Linked DNA regions of Rattus norvegicus: region 1 is linked to region 2. Evidence: chromatin contacts called from public Hi-C data. All regions are on one chromosome and are shown on one strand. Each heading gives the region's core, a stretch centred on a gene start, on an enhancer-like site or on the middle of the called end of the contact. The rest is flanking DNA. Distances are from core to core; before and after follow the strand shown. Region 1 overlaps Galnt10 (polypeptide N-acetylgalactosaminyltransferase 10). Region 2 has its middle 14 kb from the start of Galnt10.

What was found. A called contact is a pair of places that touch in the nucleus more often than the background predicts.
Region 1: a Hi-C map of Schwann cells shows a contact between it and region 2, with 5 times the contacts expected there. The contact joins two enhancer-like sites. A contact is called at or near these places in 11 of 12 Hi-C or Micro-C datasets (the A7r5 cell line, the Rat2 cell line, Schwann cells and 6 more).

What each region holds. Positions count from the first base shown.
Region 1 is chr10:42,454,036-42,457,044 of GRCr8, forward strand. All of the region lies in intron 7 of Galnt10 (polypeptide N-acetylgalactosaminyltransferase 10), which reads left to right. Among named protein-coding and RNA genes, the nearest start is that of Sap30l, 25 kb to the right of the region's middle. Within about 2 kb of position 1,451, at least 6 of the 93 cell types and tissues checked have an H3K27ac peak or open chromatin away from gene starts, as enhancers often do. A contact at or near this core is called in Schwann cells, where this site is marked.
Region 2 is chr10:42,307,087-42,309,942 of GRCr8, forward strand. No RefSeq gene overlaps it. Among named protein-coding and RNA genes, the nearest start is that of Galnt10, 14 kb to the right of the region's middle. Within about 2 kb of position 1,390, at least 1 of the 93 cell types and tissues checked has an H3K27ac peak or open chromatin away from gene starts, as enhancers often do. A contact at or near this core is called in Schwann cells, where this site is marked.

The DNA of each region.
Region 1 (3,009 bases), core at 201-2,700, 150 kb after region 2:
AGTGTTTGGGCCAGGGCCTGGCCCCAAGCCTACCTGCTCCAAAGTCTACATCATCATCATCATCATCATCATCATCATCATCATCATCATAAATGTATACATATATATCCATATCCTGTTGAGGGGGAAAAAGCAATTGAGGGGAAAACTAGCCTAAGAAAACCAGCTGCACTCACTCACTTGCCCTCACTTCTCAGGTTTTTACCTCTCCTGGAATCACTCTATTTTACTTGGTGATTCTTTGGGCTCTCAGTGAATAGAATGAGTAACAGTCTAGGTCGGGAGTAGCAAATAAGGGACAGGACATGTGGCTTAGTGGGTAAGAGCACCTACTGCTCTTGCAGAAGACTCGTTCAAATCGCAGCACACACATTGGGCAGCTTACAGCCCCCTCTAACTCCAGCTCCAAGGGATCAGACACCTCCTTATGGTCTCTGTGTCTACTCTGACATGCACAAATGCACACACACCCACATACATACAAAAAAATTTATTTGAGACAGGGTCTCTCTGTATGGTCCTGGCTGTTCTGAAACTCACTCTGCATGTAGACCAGGCTGGCCTCAAACTCAGAGATCCACCTGCTTCTGCCTCCTGCGTGCTGGGATTAAAGGCATGCACCACCACTGCCCATCTTACATAATTTCTTTAAACTAAAACACATATTTTTTAAAGAAGAAAAAGAAATAGCCTGTGAATCTCTCCCCAGACGCCTTTGGTAGGGGCCTCCTCAGTGGCTAGGCATCCTGAGGCTGCTCACTCTGTAGACTGAGAAGTGACATTGTGTGCTGTGGATGCAGGCTTTGTGAGCCGTAGCACAGAGGTCTTGTCTGTTGGCTCAGTCTCCCCGGCCGGTGCAATCTCACTTGGTAAAGGCTGCATTCCGTCAGTGTAGTGAAGTCATGGATCCAACCGCCAGGCACTGCCTCACGACACATTCTTCCGGGTTTGTCCCCAGAAACAGACCCGTCTGAAGAGCGGTGTTGCCAGGTACTCCACTGCAGTAGATCTAGGATCTGTCCGTGTCTGACTCATTGCTATATCCCAAACACCCGAAGATTTGCCTGGGAAGGACCGTGCTGCATGAAATCTGAGGCTGGAGATGTGTGGCCGGGATCAACTGTATCACCAGCCAGAGCCGCTTCCAGCCCCACAGTACCTCCTCCTCCAGAAGCTGCTTCTGTGGAGAAGAGCAGACAGGGAGTCATTCACAAAGGGGGTCTCTAAGCCCACAAGGTTTCCATTTTGTTCCTTATGTTCCTAAGACGCATCTAATGTGTCATCAGGCAGTCACAGCAGAATAAATGATGGGGGTTTTGTTTTTTGGGTTTTTTTTTTTATTCCTCCACTCAGTTTATTTACAAAAGACTCACTAATGAAGCCACACTGGAGACTGAGGAAGGGAGCTGGCTCGAATTCCATCTGATCCAATTATGCTGGGCACTCTCTGGGGAAAATGAGCCAGAATAATGAGTGGGCCTGGCCTCAGGGAGGGAGGCATTCATCTCTCAACTCACTCACTCTCCCCCTGCCCCTCCCCCTCTCCTTCTCCCTCTCCTTCCCTCCTGGCCAATGACAGCCCCCCTGTCCTGCCTATGTTCCAGGCCTAAGGCAGGCCTTGTCCAGCTGCCATGCTGTCTCTTTGAACACTGGTTCTGCCTCAGCTAGGGTTCAGCCCCTCCCTAGGGCCTCTCCCTTTGCCGAGACCCCATTCTTCATGGTGACAGAAATGACAATGGCCCGAGAGACGCAAGTACACTACCAGAAATTAGGATGGATCCGTCTGTGCCATTGGGCCTGACAGATTAATCCAGCTCTGATTCCAGACCAGGCCTGTTTCTCCTGACGGGAGAAGAGTGAACCCGCTCCAGGACTGAAGACTAAGCTGGGCGGTAGAGGGCTTGCCCAACAGCTGTGAGCCCCTGCCACAGAGGTAACGTGTTTATTCCATTCCACTGATGAATCGGTTGGCTACGGTGACACATACATGTAATACCAGCACTCGGGCTGAAGCAGGAAGGAGCTGGTGAGTCTCAGGCTGGTCCACACTACACAATAGCAGTTCCCTGTGTTGAAAGGAGGGAAGGACAGACGGACGGATGGAGCAAGGGGCTGGAGATGTAGCTCACTTGGTAGAACGGTTGCCCAGCATATGGGCTCTGAGTTCAATCCCCAGCATAAACTAACTTGGCGGTACAGAAAAATCAGGAGTTCAGGGTTAGCCTGGGCTACATGAGACTTAGCCTCACAATAAATCAGAGAAGTTGGAGTCTGAACACTGTCTAGAAGTCACTGATCTCTTCCTTCTCCTGCAGAGGTCTTTGCTTTGGAGTCTTCTGCTTGGAGCTTGGCCTCTCGTCAGTTCTAGAAGTGGACTAAGACTGGGCTCTGCAGCTCAGCCCACCATCACCCCAACCCCCACCACCCCACCCCACCCCATCCTGCTTCTCTTCTCTCTGTGCCCCCAACATTCCCTGGGACCAGTAACCCAGACCAAAACCAGTGTAATGTTTGTACAGGCCAGGCATGAAGGACTCATGGTTCCCCAGTCAGAACCCCCCCTCATCCAGGGCCAGTCACTCGTCTACCATGGCTCACTCTCCAGTGCTGTCTCCTGCAGCTCCCCAGCAGCCTATGGGAACCTGTGGGAAGCTCCTTGAGTGCTCTTGACCTGACAGTTGCCAATCTGTCCCAGGGCCAGCTGCAATTCTGGTCCTCCTGGAGCCAAAAGGGTGGTGTGATGGGGAGGAACTTAATTGCAGTGGCCTCAGTTTCCCTGTATGAAGCTGCATTGGCTGTAAAGGAGGCAAGGCCTGAAGGTGCAATGTGACTAGCTAAGGCCAGATCCAGGCCTGGGGCTTGGACCTACGGTGGCTGCTACAGTCCAGTACAACTCAGGATGCCAACCCGAGTCTCTGGCTTTCTGTCCCAGGAAGGGTCAGCCCCCCGTTTTGGGACCTAACCTTTCAGGTTGAGACATGTTTGCTAGTAGACAGAGGTGAGGGGGAG
Region 2 (2,856 bases), core at 140-2,639:
AGTTATAGGAACTGTTCTAATGCCTGGCAGGAGCCAGAGTCCAGGGTCATCCCTTCAGGTGTGGTCAAAGCTGATGTTCCTTGTGACTTCATTCCTGGTGACCCGGCTACAGATGTGAAGACACCACCTCACAAGTCACTTGGCTACCCCATGCTTTATTTATGTCCCTCAAAAAATGAAACCAAAATCTTTATGAACGTTTGAGGGCATGTGTGTGGTGTCTATATGTGTATGTGGCCTCTTGCTTTTTTCAAGGGGGATAGAAACCTGTGCTCATCTATACATACACGTGGAAGCCAGAGGGAGAGGTCACTTGCCTTCTCTAATTGTTCTTCACCTTATTTACTGGGACAGGGTCTTTTTTACTGAACTTTGAGCTCACCAATGAGGCTAGGCTGTGTAGAAAGAGATGGAGAAGAAGGAGGAAAGGAAGAGAGGGAAAGGGAAGGGAAGGGAAGGAAAGGAAGGAAAAAGGAGGAGCTCCAGAGAGAGATCTGCCTGTTCCTATCTACCCGGGGCTGAGATCAAGCCCAGATTTTTATACCTTTGTTCTGGGGATGCTGAACTCAGGTCTTCCTGCTTGTATAGCAAACAATTTACCAACTGAGCTATCTCTCCTACCCAGGCTACTGCTGTTTGGGTTTGTTTGTTTGTTTGTTTGTTTGTTTGTTTGTTTGGCTGGTTGGCTGGTTGGTTGGTTGGTTGGTTGGTTGGTTGGCTGGTTGGTTGGTTGGTTGGTTAGTTGGTTGGTTGGTTGGTTGGTTAGTTGGTTGGTTAGTTGTTTGGTTAGTTGGTTGGTTGGCTGGTTGGTTGATTGGTTGGTTGGTTAGTTGGTTGATTGGTTGGTTGGTTGGTTGGTTAGTTGGCTGATTGGTTGGTTGGTTGGTTGATTGGTTGGTTGATTGGTTGGTTGACTGGTTGGTTGGTTGGTGATTTGTTTTAGGTTTTTTGGGGTTTGTTTGTTTTAGGTTCTTGTTTTGGTTTTTTTCTTTTTCAAGACAGGGTCTCATTATGTAACTATGACTGTTCTGAAACTCACTTTGCAAGCTGTCCTCCAAATCACAAATGCTTCCCAGGTACTGGGGTTAAAGGCACAAGCTACTATGCGTGGCTTTAAGGTACTGTTCTTAAAATTGTTATTACAAGCACAAAGATAGCTGGTGCTCTATAATCGGGAAGTTCTGAGGAGTCCATCAGTCTGCAGGTTTCCTCTCGGAAACCTCAGTTCACAGTTGGCTCATAGGAAATGAACAAGTTGGGGGAAAGGAAGCGAAGGCAAACGCTCCCTTCTCCTCACAACTTCTGCCTCACATCCTTAATAACTGGCATGCCAACTCTCCTACTCTCAAGCCATTGGCTAGATCCCGCTGCAACCTCCTCCCACCCCACATCCTAAAGTGCTTTACTCAGAGATTGCTCCTCTTTTGTCCTTGCCGAACCGTTTTGCTAAATGGGGCCTTTGTCAGCAGAAGGACAGCAGGATTTGCTACCATCCTAACTTGTCCGTTTGTTTCCTATGCAGAGGGTCTGATGAGGAGTTTCCAGGGACCTCACTGAAGCAGAAGCCAGCTCTTGACAGAGACACATGGTGGTGATTACACGGGGCGTTAGGCACGGTTTCTGTGGATGGTAGCTCCAAGTCCCCTCCTGAGCTCCTGGATCTCTGTGTCAGTTATGTACTACTACTAGGGGAGGGCAGAGAAGGAGCCAGGAGCAGAGGCAGGGTGCCAGTCTCCTGAGGCCAAGCGTGTGTGTGGGCTCTCTGGGCATAGTCTGATGGTCTAAAAATCTTCATATCCTGGCTCCCACCAGGGCTCACAGAACCTGTGTTCCCTTTCCAAATATGAAACTTGAACTAGGACACTCCCCACTCCATAATGGGAGGCCACCGAATGGCATGAGCTAGAATCATGGTCCCGAGAGATAAGGGCTGTGAAAAAGGTTTCCCGTGAACACTGGGCTAGTGTCTAAGTCTCTCCTCCCATCTCTAGCCCGTATGGAACCAATATCTGCTTAAATGCCTTCCTGGACCACAGTTCACTACTACTCTGGGCAGCTTATTGCAAGTGTAGTGTGTTTTTGCTTTTGTTTTTAGTGTCTCTGTCTCTGTCTCAGTCTCTCTCTCTCTCTCTCTCTCTCTCTCGTGTGTGTGTGTGTGTGTGTGTGTGTGTGTGTGTGTGTGTGTGTGTAAATGTGCAGTTGTCATGGAGCACGTGTGAGGTTGGAAGGCTATTTCTAGTGTCCCCCTTGTCTTTCCTCTTGTTTGAGACAGGGTCTCTTGTTTTGCTGTTTTACAGACTAAGTCAATGGTCAGAGCTTCCAGCCCCACCTCCCATCTCCCTACGGAATCACTGGGGTTACAAACAGGAGCTACCCTTCTAGCTTTTATGTGGCTTCTGGAGATTCAAACCCAGGTCTTCGTGCTTTCACAGCAGGAACTCTACACATTGGGCCATCCCCTCAGCTGTCTTCCTCCTCTTCCTACTCCTCTTCCTCCTCTTCTTTTGGGTCTGGCTACGTAGCTCAAGCTAGCCCAGTCTTCCCATCTTTTCTGTCTCAGATGTCTGAGTTCCTAGGTTATAGCCATGCGATGGATTTTTACATTCTCACTCAACTCTGATTTTTTAGGAAGACACTTCAGACTGACTAGGAATACGGCTCTTAGTGGCCAGCCTCGGCTCTCCTTACCATCCTGGGTTCTCAGCTGTAGAGTTTGCCCCAAGATGCATCTCTTATGTGCCTATCAACTGAGGAGCTCGTGAAATTGCAGATTCAGGGGCCAGCAAGGTGGTTCAGTGGATTGAGGTAGTTGCCACCAAGGCTTATGAGCTGAGTTTACTTCTTGGGATGTACATG